2 separate regions of the Rattus norvegicus genome follow, and region 1 is linked to region 2. Evidence: chromatin contacts called from public Hi-C data. All regions are on one chromosome and are shown on one strand. Each heading gives the region's core, a stretch centred on a gene start, on an enhancer-like site or on the middle of the called end of the contact. The rest is flanking DNA. Distances are from core to core; before and after follow the strand shown. Region 1 holds the start of Gtpbp10 (GTP binding protein 10). Region 2 holds the start of Steap1 (STEAP family member 1).

The links. Hi-C and Micro-C count contacts between places; a contact is called where the count stands out from the background.
Region 1: a contact with region 2 is called in a Hi-C map of the A7r5 cell line, with 5 times the contacts expected there. The contact joins the promoter of Gtpbp10 here to the promoter of Steap1 in region 2. A contact is called at or near these places in 2 of 12 Hi-C or Micro-C datasets (the A7r5 cell line and mammary epithelial cells).

The regions. Positions count from the first base shown.
Region 1 is chr4:29,426,802-29,433,759 of GRCr8, reverse strand. Gtpbp10 (GTP binding protein 10) reads right to left here and starts at 2,077. Exons shown (of 10, transcript NM_001100815.1): 1 at 1,969-2,077; 2 at 1-108. The coding sequence starts at 2,001.
Region 2 is chr4:29,229,729-29,236,892 of GRCr8, reverse strand. Steap1 (STEAP family member 1) reads right to left here and starts at 5,084. Exons shown (of 5, transcript NM_001106629.1): 1 at 5,024-5,084; 2 at 1,051-1,162. The coding sequence starts at 1,134.

The sequences.
Region 1 (6,958 bases), core at 828-3,327, 200 kb before region 2:
AACCCAGACGTCACCACCTCTTCCACCTTCTCCACCTAAACGAGGGTAGCCCATTCCACCACTTCCTCCCTTGGTGAAGATTCTTAGATTATCAATGAAATTTCCATACTTAAGAAAATGAGAGAGAAAGAGAGGATATTTATATATCAAATATTCTATTAACTTAAAAGGTTCTGGTTTCATTCTACTGAGGCTTCTTTGAGGAAAGAATCAAAGCTGTCTGTATAGCACCTGTATGTATAGCCCTTTCTTGCACTACCTCCTTTCCCACTCTCTCTCCCTTAATGATCAAATGCTTCACCTAGCCTCAAGGAGTCTGCCCTTTCCCGTTTTCATTCTAAACCTTCTCTTCAGGGTGACCTCAGTAGGTACTAGTAATGCTCCCCTGTGAAAAGGTTAAGCTTTTAAGTGTTTAAAACAACTGAAAGCAGAACTGCCTTCTGTTTACATGAAAAACCCTTTAAATGAGTAACCTGTTGGTGGGTAGCCACTGGATGGATCCCTCCAAACAAAATGTTCTAAAAGCAGCAGCAACAGCAACAAAAAGCTGTTCCCTCAGTTAATTATCTGCTCATCTAGATTGAACAAACGGATATCTTTTTACTGTAATTTTTGCTTTCCAAGAAGCCTAACTCCTTTCCAGAATCACTGTTCCCTTAGAACCTTGACTGTTAACTCCAAATGGTCTCTCAGGGTCTCGTCATTCCTTCTTAATGCACACACCACCAGGAGCCAAGAGCATCTTTATTTCCCCTTAAGTGAACCTGACGTCTATGTTTCTCTTTACTCAGAAACAATCGTGACTTTGGGGTTTTACTGCTTATGAAATAATAAAGTTCACAGTGCTGTATTCAAAACCCTCAGCAGATCTCACCAGGGTGACCATCACTTGTTGGAGCTTTACTGTTCTTTTCTGAGCTGCCCACTCTCTCTGCCACTCTAGTCATGGTTTCTCCTCTACACAGATTATCATTTGTTCTATCATAAACCCATTTTCTGGTGTCAGAGTTTCAATGTATCCTCAAATACAACTAAACTGTGGTTTATGGTTTTGTGGTCTGAGCCATCCTTGAAATATCGCTCTCATTGACTCTCTGGCTTTGCAGGCTTTCACAGACATTGTATTATACCTTCTGGTTCTTAATCAACATTTAGTTAGCCTCACTACATAAGTAACTTCTTATAAAGCTCTTGTGTCTTAATCCCAGGCTTTCAAATTACAGAGTAAATTAATATTCACATTTTTGTCAACTTGCAATATTTTTGGGTATCAAAAATATCTGTGGGTTTAAAAAAACTGAAGATTGACCACCCTGAGATATTCTTGGTAAGGGCTTTTAAAGCTGTACTCAATGTGTGACTTTTCCTTTATTCTTTAGATTTGTCATATTTCTTGGGGAAGCTCATTTATAAGAGCTGCAATCTTAAATGGCTGTTAATAACAACAGTTTATGTAATAAGGTGACTTCTAACTTTCACAAACTGTTGCTAGTTAGCTCACTGTGATTTTTTTTTAATCGAAGCAGTTGGTTGCAGATTGTTATAAAAATGGATTCTAAATCAGGCATTACATAAAAACTGACGTAAAATTTCTGTACGCAGTACAGCAATTACACACTTTGGCTTCCAGAAAAAGTCTTCAGAAAAATATTAAAAGCAGTGCCAAGGAGGGGAAACGTATAAAAGAAGGTTATGGACAGTCTTTTAAACAACGAGAACCAAAACTAACACAGAAAAAAGCCTCTGCACGGCTCGTACACCGTAATGCCGAGTCTAAACCGCAGTCAGGTAGCCCAACTATCCTCCCACGTGCTTTGGGGAACATTATAGGAATTCCCTATAGCTGGACCCCAAACAGGGGTAAGCATGTTACAGAGACAGTCTTCTCCCAGGACAGCGGGAATTAAGGAACCCAGGAGAAGAGCGGCGAGAGACAGCAAAGCTGGGGGATGAGCCCCTGACACGGACCTTTCTCAACAACGCGCAACCACAGCGCACCATGAGCTCCAAGGGGCAGGACTCCCGCCCGCAGAATCCGGACAGGTTTCGGCCAGGCGCGCCTTCTGACGTCACTACTAGTCGCCGAGGTGACGTCTCAGCGGATCCGCGCGTGCGTAGTCCAGTGCCCTCGCGGAAGGTGGGCGTGTGCTTTGGAAGTTCTCGGAGTCTCCCAGTGTAGAAAGGGGAGTGCAAAGGGAAGTGAGATTCTTCTAAGTTGTGTGCAAAGAACAGCAGAGCTCAGGGTAGGAGTCTCTTTAGTTAAACGCTGTGCGTAGGAGACTGGCCTGCTTCACAAACATTTTTATGGTAGCTGAAGAACCTGAGGTGCCAGGATTTTCTCGAGGTGAAGAACCCTCCAACAGGAGTAAACAAAAACGTGTGTAAGACACGGAGAGCCTTAAAAGACTGCTGGATGACGACCTGAGTAATTTTTCTAGCTAAGGTTTTAACTTCAAGGAACCAATCACTTAAAACTTGTAGCACAGGCGTATTAAAAGAAACGCAACGATCTAGATCTGCACAAAGAATCATGTTTGCAGTGGAAATAAACAAAAACCCCAATCTGGACTCAGCCAAGAGTTTTCACCTATCATTTGAAGGCTGCCCTTGTGAGAACACGAGAGATTACATTGCAGCTTGGGGAGGAAGCATCAGAAAAAGACCCTCGAATAGTAAAGGAATCTAGACAGAGCAGTAGTTTCCACCCAGTGTACTTCCAAATGGTGTTTTAATAAGAGGCGAAGAAGCTGTCCTGTTAAGGTGTGAAAATGTGGGAACAAGATAACAGTTAGGAAACTAATAAAAAGTGAAATTGTTTTAATATACCATTCAGAAGAAAGGGACACCTGCATAGAAAAGGAGCAAAATTGGCTGACTTGGTGATTTGGCACAAGAAGATCGTTTTGTAAAATCCCCTGGTCTGGTGAAATTACTTTCCTTTCTTCCCATATGCGAGGACTCGCCCCTTTCACAAATTCCTCATCTTATTGTATAGGATGCAGAACCTTATCTACACGAATAAACCAGAGCCCTGTTTTCTAGTCTAGCACGCAGGCATGTAGCAGACTGCCCGTAACTTTGCAATTTTCAGAGTTCCAAGACTAGCCTTTGCCAGGTTCCAGCTAGGGAAAAGTCCTCGATCAACATACTTAACCTTTTGAAGAACCAGAATATCAAGTTGCTGTCATCATACTTTTCCTGTTAAATCTAGAAAAGTGCTGCCATTTGAATTATGCCAGAATGTTTAGCCTAATGCGTACACCTCCTAATGTTTATTTCTGATTATTGAATGCAAGCCCATTCTCTTTACCATAACATACACAGAAAATAATAACAATAAATAAAATATAAATGAGAAATTGATATCTAAAATGCTAGGATCATTGATGATGAGTACAAAGGAAAAAATACATATACCTTAAACAAAACATTATCAGAGCAAGAGTATTTTATTATAATTCTGATAATAAGATAGTAGAAGAAACCTTTTAAATCTCTAAACCTGCTCCCCTAAAAACATGCTGTCAAAATTGACATGAGATGGAGCTGGAAAGATGACTCATTGGTTAAGAGCATTTCCTGCCCTTCTAGAAGACCTGAAACCAAGACCTAGTCCCCAGGTTAATTGTCCACAGGCTCATGTAATAACAGCTCCAGGGCATCTGACACCCCCTTTTGGCTGCTGAAGGCATCCACACTCATATGCACATAACCTCACATAGATATGAGTGTGCGTTTCTGTGTGTGTGTGTGTGTGTGTGTGTGTGTGCATTTGCACACGTGCACAACCCCACCTAATCCCACACATGCACACATAACTTAAATACTTTAAAAACTGGCATTAGGTGACCAGGGGATCATCATGACTCAGATTTCATGCAGAGTTTTCAGTATTGCATGAAAATACCGGCATTTCTGTTAGGAGAAGAGCATACTTTCCCAGGAACGTGGCTTCTCCAAAGATGAACGTAGGCAAACCACTAACCCCGCCACACCGGAGAGTTGTTCACGTTATTCCTCAGAGTCACACATGACTCACTACATAACTCATAGTTTGATTTAAAAAATATTTCAGAGCAGAGTTGTTTTAATCAGAATTTTAAGCATTTCCTTTGGAAATGTTTTTCCTTTTCTTTGATTCTTTTGTTTTGGAAAATTCACACACATATAAAGCACATTTTGATTACTATAACCCTTCATTTTCTCTTATCTACTTCCCACCCCCAGTTTCCCCTCTTCCCCACAAAATCTCTTTTCCACAATCATCTCTCTTCCTTCTCCTCACCCTTTGAGACCCATTGAGTTTAATCAGGAGTGTCTGTGACAACGGCTTTGAAGCTATACATTGAGCCTGATGGACTTCTCAGTGGACACACAGTTGAAGACAGTGACAGAATTCATCATCAGTAGCCACAGTAGTTCAAGGAGGCGTGGAGCCATGATGCCCCTGCTTCTGATCCATGATGGCCTACTAATAGGTCCCATCTTGTACAGGCCATGCAAACACTCAGCCCAGCTTGAGGTCATGTGTGTAATAGTCCTGCCCAGAAGACAGCAACTCAGAGCTTTCCCTGTCTTTCAGTGCTTACATTCTTTCTGCCCCCTCCTCTGCTATGATCCCTGAGCCTTGGTAGTTTATGTTCTGTTCTAGTTCAGCATTCAACAACCACCGATTCTCAGCACCTCAAGTGGTCACGAATCATGAAGATTCACCACAGTTCACTGCAAAGAGAAGCTTCTCCGATTAAGCCTGGGAGTAGCACTTACCACTGGGAATAAACTTAAATCTAGAAGGCAGCTAGAACCCATAACAGTTCAGCTAAAGACCAGCAGCAAGGTTACCTCTAAGACGTCCACGTTTACGGATTTTGACCAACTTTACACTACCACTTTGTGACATTTTATTCTTCACAAGAAAATTGAAAAGATAGTATAAATTTGCCTACCATGTCCTAATGGGGACATATTAGGTCACCATCAAAATGAAAAACATTTAGACTGGACATAGTAGTGCACGTCTGAAATCCCAGCACATGAGAGGCTTAAAGTTGGAGGATTGGGCTACACCGTAAATCCAAGGCTTCCCTAAACTGTATAACAGGGACCTGTCTTTAAAAAACAAACGCAAGGGGCTGGAGAAATGGCTCAGCAGTTAAGAGCACTTGCTGCTCTTCAGTACTCACCTGGCAGCTTACAATTACAAGCATCTGTAACTCCCTCTCCTGGCCTGTTAAGGCACTGAGCACATGTGGTGCGCAGACAGCAGGCAAAACACCCATAAACATTAAACAGAAACAAATGAATCTTTAAAAAATTAGTCTGGGTACAATATCATTAAACTTCCAATGTTTGTTTGTTTGTTTGTTTGCTCGTTGAGAACCAATGTCTTGAGCCTGCTGGGCAAGCCCATTACATCCCTGCTGTAAGCATCAGCTTTATTTGCCTGACCTTTATCGGTACAGGTTCAATTACTGTACAAGTTGCATTTAGCCTAATAGTTTAGTGTGGGCACATTTTAAAACACAAAGTGGACAAATAGAGCTAAGAAATCTAGTATGCATTGTTTGATTGTGTTAGCCAACAGAAATTTAAATTGTTCGACTTGGTTTTCCGCTTTATAGGTTTGTGTCCATCGGTCTTCTGCTGTTCTCCCATCCACTCCTAATTTGATTCCCACTCTTTGTCTATAACGCTTTGGGTTATCCTTGGACAAGAGGACCTAACAAGGTTTGTGTGACTCAGGCCTTGGGCTCAGTAGAAACTGAACATTTTCTATTGATCGTTAATTTATTTAAAAGAAAGACAGCTGCTATAGTGCTCACTCTCATGACAAATTATTTTAGCTTTAGGACCTGCCAGTGTAGCATAGTAAATAGCTCTGTCGTGTGCGATTCGAATGTTGTAACTCTGAGAAATACTATAAATCAGTGTCTGAGAAGTTAATATGAAATCATTTGAATTCTGCCGAGTGATCAACGTGACTGTAGATTAAGCCAGCTATGTGTTATATGCCAGTTAAGGCCATTATTTCTGTGAACAAGGATGAAGCGTTGTCACAGTGGCATCCTCTAGATATAGAATCTTTGTCCCCCAAACAAGATCTCCATGAAAGAGAAAACAAAGTGGATTTTTAGTAATACCCTTCTTTCTAGAAATTTTCAGTGTATCATTCTTTCATTTATACACAAATTTCTGGACTCTGAATCGGCCCCATACACTCGGCTATGAAGAGGGACAGTGCCATGGCTGTTGTAATAATTGAACTGTAATGAAGCAGGATAGTCATATTAATGATATAAAAAGCACACCTTTAACCTTTCTGATACTGACGTTTTTAAAAATCTGTGAAAGAAACTATTAAATATCATCTGCTTTGTTTTTGAAGTATCCTGTTTTAAATCTGAAGAATGTCTGTTAAAGGTTCATTTTTAAGCAATACTTATAGAGGCTCTAAGAGTTAGTTGAATTATACTTTCAGTATCCCTATTGCCGACCACTGGTTCCATAGAATTGGAAATACTTTAGGTAGTCTCTACTGTATTACCATCATCAATTACATCCTCTTATAAATCTTCTCATATCCATCAACAGGCATGAAAATATCAGTTCAGTCATTAGATGGGCTTCTCATGGTAAGCTTTTTGTTTGTTCAAAACAGATGTTCAGAAAAGCCAGGAGTATATTTCGATTCCTCATTTACCTCATTTTCTTTATTAATTATACAAAGACTTCATAATGCTCTTGCTAATAGGACAGTTTTTTTTAATAGCTTAAATAAGGAAGGTGTAACACACACATTGTTTTAAACCTTCACTATTAGTACATCATAACTCAGTGAACTAGAATATTCTTTTCATAAAGAAGCTAGCACACGAATATATTAGCTATTGCTCTGTGTATAAATAATAAACCACTCCTCCACGTGTGGTAAGTTACTACCTTGGAATGGAATGCCATT
Region 2 (7,164 bases), core at 3,835-6,334:
GTCCACCATATTTTGTGCTAGTCAGTAATTCCAAAGAAAGTGTGTTGAATGATTTGTTGTTTCCACCAGGGATAAGCAGAAATGAAATTTTTTAAAAATTCAAATGAAGACCGTAGAGTGTTTCCTGCCGTGTTCCTTTCTGAACTGCTTGCTTCTTATCTAGTCTTTGCTTTCACAGCTCCAAGGGAGCTGGAGGAGAAGCTTCCACTGCTTGTCTGCTGTTCCTGCTTATCTCACACAGCGCTAATTCACACAGTACCCCACAATTACCAGTGTTTAAGAATGACCTCTCTTGCCATCTGACATCAATCATTCTTCTAGCCAATGTCTTCCTAATTACGCCTCCCAGAAAGGAAACAGCTCTGCATGTTAACACAGCCTGAGTGAACGGGCTGAGAACAGTTTTCTGGCTAAAAGTTATGAGCTTAAAAGTTAGCATGTAAGAGAGCTGAACTGAAAGATGAAAATAATTTTGTTTTATGGGGATATATGCTTGCGATTCTTAGAACTGCATTTTACATATTTTAGAAAGGGTGTTTGAAACCAAAAACCCCTGCCACTTTTTAAATGATGTCACAAGAAATATTTAATCCTGCTATTGACCAAAAGTGATTCTTTGCACGAAGAAAATTTATTTGGTTAATCGGAGAGTCACCATTTGCTTGGTGGACTCTGTAGTAAGCAGCCACAGTGTCTATGAAAATGCTTATAAAACCATTATTACATGGGCCATTGTAACTGTTGCTCTTAATCTTAGAAGCACAGGTGTTAGAAAGGACTCAAAGGGCTCTGGAGATGGCCTGGTCCTGTTATTTCACTCTATACAGAAATGCAAGACCCAAGCTTTTCAGGGACACATGGAAGGTTATTCAGCTAAGCCCCGATAATCAGTCAAGTTTCCATGATTTATATTCTACAGTGTCAGTGACAGGCACTGAGCACAGAGATCAGAGGACTCAAATGGAGTGCCTTTCTCAAACTAGTAGATTCAGAATACACTTGGAGTATGTATAGATTTTAATTATTAGCTATTATAGTCATTATTTTTACCGAGTAACTGTCATCTTCCAGGTTCCCCTTAGGCTTCATTTTCCAAAGTTCTTCTGGGTTCGTAATATTTTTACTGATCTCCATGAATGCTGCAGAATATGGCTTCAGCCACCTAGGAAAAGAAAAATGAAGTCTGTTAGACTTGTGATGTTATCATTTCATTCTTGTTGTTTTGGTTTTGCTTTTTCTTTTGAGACAGGGCTTCTCTTCTCTATGTATTCCTGGCTGTCCTGGACCTTGCTCTGTAGGCCAGCCTGGCTTCAAACTCAGAGATCTGCTTGACTCTGCCTCTCAAGTGCTGGGATTAAAGGCATGTGTCTCCATTGTTGAGCTACAATACTTTTGTTTGCTGGAATAATATAAAGAACTATATTTATTCACCTCAGAACTAGGGCAGGAAACTACAATTAAGATTCAAATAGTGAATGCGCTACCCATTCAGAAAGCCTTCAACCAGTACACTAACGTCAAAAGTTAGTTCAACAGATAACCTATTATTTATATGAAACTTGAAGGATTAGCTGTAAGTCTTTTCTTCAGGAAGATTTTGCTCCAGGTTCTCAGCTGGACAAAGCCCTGCTTCCCTTACAGGTAATTGGAATTAGGAGTGTGTTTTTCAGTTTTGAGGAATGATGCCGTCAGCACGGCTTGAGGCAGTCGATAGAGAACTTCAGGAAGATAGGCTTCCCGGGCTTCCAGGGTTAATGATGGAATATGAAACAATAATGAACTGGTTTGTACATTGAAGCCTTCCTGAAGGTAGTAAACAGAAGGGATATGATTATCAAGGTGAATCCCAATACTTGCTTCGAGGGACATAAGGCTGCAACGCCAGAGTGTCCTTTGGACAAGTCCTGTAGGTAAAAATGGCTGCTCATCTATTCCCAATGGGGTATTGATTGTGTTCAGTCACTGACAAGCCCACTTTCTTAGTCAACCCTGTGGAGAAGGAGCTTGTCAAAAAGTGTCCCTAAACAAAGAAAATTATTCCTTAACAGCTTCACAGAGCCTAATCTAGTCTTGGCTTTCCTGCAGGACAAACAGGATGTCATATTCTCCATTGTTTTTAATAAGCTCTAAATTCACTTCTAGGAGATTGTACCTCCAATTAAACACACAACAGTGAGGTTGCTGGAACGTTTTCCAAATACTTGGGATTTTGGACCACCTGTGATGCCTTATTAAGTGGAAAACTATTTTCAGGAGTAGATTATAATTTTTAGAATATTTCCAAGTTTTAAAGGTCAGCCTTTTTCTAACAGCAGTGTGTGTGTGTGTTTTCTTTTTTCTTACTAAGGCGCTCTGAGAGTTACAGGATTACCTATCTTGGAACATCCGGGAGGAGACCACAGGTTGAACATCCCTCACGTGAAAACTCGCAAAGTTGAAATGCTCCGAGAAGTGCGAAACTGGAGTCTTGACATGGGAGCACAAGTGGACCTCACGTGAGGGTTTGCACGGAAATTTCAGGCAAAGTAAGTATATTCTAATTGTACATTCTTCTACATAGGGTCTCAGTATACAGTCCTTGCTGACTTGGAACATGCGATGTACTTGTCTCTGCCTCCTGAGTGCTGGGGTCATGAGCGCGCACCACCCCATCTGACAGTAAGTGGGTTATATGAAATCATCTTGAGGCGAAGTCTATGTACGTGAAGTACACATGAAACTTTCATCTTATCTGCGAGGTATCTCATTGTGCTTATATAAACCATTATATCTGTACATTACATATGTATATTTTAAAAAGCCTACCACACGAAATATATTTGGCTCTAAGTGTTGTTTTGGAACTCGAGACACACAAAGCTGCCTTTACTGTTTTGATTGGCCCCTGTAGCAGCCATCCTCTGGTTGTAGAAACAGAGAGATGACACAGGCTTGGCCATCCGGAGTTAATTCCTGCAATCACGCTGAGTAGTTTAGGGATGGCAGCCAAATCTAGTTGGCAAGACACGATCCTCTTCTGATATCGTCTCCAAGTGGAAGAGAATGAGTTAAGTCAGGAAAGTAGTATAAAGCTACCATGCCACCTCCCTCCCCTTGCGTAAGTCAGAAGATGTCTTCAAGAAAGCAAACGCAGAAAAGCTAAACTAGAAGTAAAGAAGGACAGTGACAAATCCTGCTGGCAATAGTTTAAGCGCCCCAGTCCAGGTCACTTCTCTCTCAACTACATAGTTAATAACTTCCTCCTTTATGCCTGCTTGTTTGTTTGTTTGGGTTTGAGGTGTGTGTTCACCGTTGACATTTGAAAGAATTCTGGGTAAAGTCTATGCCATTCAACAAGTTCTTACGAAGCCAATGACTACCTAGTCAATAAAGAGGAAAAAGAGAACGAGACTTCAAGCCTGCCTGTGAGGGGCATACAGTCTGTCTCCAGAATGCGTCATTCCACGCCATTTGCTGACTTTAACCAATATTATAAGGTGAGCGCGTTGGTATGGAGCATCTAGGAATAGAGTATCGTGCATTGCAGTAAAGTGTAAGAAACAGTCTACTAAGCTTAGAGTGTATTTTAAGTCTGGTGGTTCAAGCTGGTAAAGACAGTGTAAATCTATAGCTGTTCACTGTTCACTCATTAACCACACTGAACAATGATGGCTGACACAGGAAATACGAAGTTAAATGATATGTCTGTTCTCAAAAACCTTTCAATTTAGGACAGACAAACTCTCCAACAGGAACGGTGCGGTAATACCAAGCATCTTAAAGGAAAATAGTTTACAGACAGATGGTGGTGGCTCTGGAAAGGAAAAATGGATGAGAGCTCTCTTTACTTGCTCACAGACAGCCACTGCATAGAGATTCTGGGTGGAAGGCCAGAGTGGCCCAGAAGAGATGCCCAGCCATTTGTTTGCATGGTACCATGCTGATGAGTCTCTCTAAGGAAAAGAACCCATGTCAGTAAGGGTGATGGTTGACTCTGTGTCCAGAAATCAGGGAAACAAAGTATCAGTTAAATAAAACATGCCCTCTTCCAGCAGACATTAACCAAACATATAATTGAACTTCTATAGGAGAGAAGGCTTCATCAGGTTGCTCGGCAAACCCAGCAGGAAACAGCACAGTGCAGAGGTGTCAAGAAGTCCAGGATTTGAACCAACCCTCACCAGCTTTCTTCCCCGTTAAATAGCGATTTCTGTTTTGCTGGATTAGGATGGCTGGCTTGCTTTTCCTGCTAAATATTGACACAGCCCAACAGACTCATGTTTAGGGCCAGAAGTTTAGAATCCAAGAAACCCAATGACTGGAATACATTGTGGGTTGCAGTGCAATGAGGTTTTCAAATGTATTTTTGCTTTGCCACAGTTAATTATTGGAAGAGGGGAAGGTGTTTTTCACAGTGTTGTTTCTTAAAGCATTACTTCCCCAAGTGCTTAACGTTAATATTAAATACATTTCCTTGATTTAATATCGAGATGTTCCACCCCAACGGGACAGTGTAGCTAAATTTGAAGTGTACTCAAGCTCTAAGACTACAGATGCCTTTCAGTTGCTTTCACCAGAGTGCCTTATTTAAAAGCTTTGACTATTTTGGAGAAAACCCAAATCGCACCCAGATCCTGAAAGAGTAGGACCGGTGTTCCAAGGACTTAAAATGAAAAAAAAATTTTTTTCCCCCTAACTAGGAAACCAGAAGCCCAAACAGCAGGACGAGTTACCAGCCATTCATCCCCAGCGAGGCAAACTTGCGGAAATTGCCAAGTTGGCAAACTTACCGGCAGAACCCAACTTAACTGCAAAGTTGATCAGCACCCTAAGCTCTAGCTCCAAGAGTACGGAGACCTGCTCTCCGCGGGGCTCGGCGAGACCCGGGAGGGGCGGAAGGGGCGCCTAGAGCTGCGCTGCCGGGAGCACTGCCGCCCACTCTCTCGCCCCTGAGACCCGCCGCACCTTTCCCCGGCCCGCAGCAGATTCCCTAGGGCCCGCGGAAGCGGGGAGCAAGTGGCCTGTGAACGAGACTCGGACTCACCAGTTTCTTCGTGGGACCCGACGGCGAGGGGCTCGCTGCCCGGACTCCCAGTCCCACGCGGAGTCTGATTTTTCGGTGCGGAGCGCAGCCGCTCCGCAGACCCCGCCCCTTGGCCGCGGTGCGCACAGCGCCCCCTGCCGGCGACCGGCTCCTGCTCACACCTACGGTCGCGAGGGGTGGCGGTGGGAGGGGCATCGCTGGCGGCGAATCCTTCGCTGTGTAAAGGGACCCGGAGTCACCCAGAGGGCTCACTGGAAACCGATTGACTCCCGGGACCTCCATTCCGGACCAGGTCTGGAAGAAATCTGCAGTTGTGCATTTCTCCTGTTGCCAGGTGATACTGCAGTGATCCTAGATCACACCCTTGGAGAGCAACTGCTCTGTAGCTAAGACGTCTGCTTTCCGCGGTGTAGCGCTCTTTCAACATAGCAGTTTTCCAGAGAACTAGCTGTTAGCACAGTCAAAGAAGGAATCTGAGTTTGTGAGTGACTTTTACACCAGATTTACTCCTTCCCACCTCATCTTCCGATCTCATCTATCAACTACAGCTTCCCGGAACAGTCAAGCATTACGAGCCAAAAAGTTACCGCCAATATCTGAAAAATTCAGAAAGATAAAGTGTGTGTGTGTGTGTGTGTGTGTGTGTGTGTGTGTGTGTAGGAGGGATCTACTCCTCCGAAATGGAGGCAAACTCAGTAATTACTGACTGAGATCTCAATTACAGCGTCTCAGGAACTTCATGCAGCGCATTCCCAGAACTAGTGTAAAGGAAAACAAACTCCCGACAGCATTTTCCGATGTTATCCTTTATTCACAGGGTGCCAAACACTGCTTTGTTTTATTATTTCATTTATTTATTTATTTATTTATTTATTTATTTATTTATTTACTTATTGAGACAGGGTCTCACCATGAGCTTTGGTGGCTTGGTACCCGTTATTTATTTATTTATTTATTTATTATAATTTAGGTATGTGAATAGATATTATTATACACACGTGGAGGTCAGATGAAAACTCGGTGTGGTGGTCACAAGAAGCGAGGGTTGAGAGATTTTAAAATAAACACATAGCTCCAACTTTAGGGACCACCCTCCTTCCACCACGAAGTTCTTCACATTCGACTGACACCAGAAACCGCAGGTAACTCCCAAGGTAGAACTGGGTCTTCACCCTGAGTATTGTTTTTATTGTGACCCTGGGTCACAAACTTCCTTTCCTTCTTGCAGAAATCAGCCTGCGTCTGCCTCCTGAGTGCTGGGATTAAAGGGATGTTCTGCACTCCGCTGTTCTGGCGGTTTTAACACTCCGTTTGTGTCACTGACTTCCAACAGATAGTGTAAAAGGCCTTTGAAGAGTAGATTACCCTGCGCTGACACCTTGTGGTAGAATAGACTCTTGCAGCTTTTATTTCTAAGGAAGGTAGGAAAATCATTAGAAGGAGAGTTAGAGAAACTTCTGGATAGTGGGCTAAGGCTCACAACCACAGGGAAAAGGGTTCGGGTCCCAGCACCCAGCTTGTTTCCTTTGCTGGTCAGAATCTTCAGAATAAAGTTGATATACCAGAAGGGTAAATAAATTAGGCACTCTAAATAAGGCTGTATGCTCAAACTGGACTCAAATACCCTTTACACATCTATTTATTTATGGTAGGTATGGGGATGAATGTTACTGTATACACATGGAGGTCAGATGATAGCTCGGTGTGGTGGTCACAAGAAGCGAGGGTTGGGAGGATTTCAAAATAAACACATAGTTCTGACGCCGGGGACCACCGTCCTCCCACCACGGAGTTCTGCAGATTCAACTCAGACTCCAGAAACTATAAGTCACAAGGTGGACTTAAAACAACTGCCCTTTACTGACTGAGCTGGGTCTCCAACCTGGGTATTGTTTTTTAATGTGGTTCTAGGTCAAGGGCTTCCTGATATGATGACTCCATGTGCTTTTGAAGAATAATTTCCGGACTCTTACAGAGTGTCGGACTGCCATCTTAGAAGCAAAAGGAGTAACGTGGTGTGAAAGAAAAAGTAGAGAAGACCCTACTGAGAATGACTATGGTGGGAGGGCCCAGAAAAAGAGGCTGAACGTGATTGGCACATTCTGTATCACGTGCTGAATTATCACACGGAGCCCATTGAG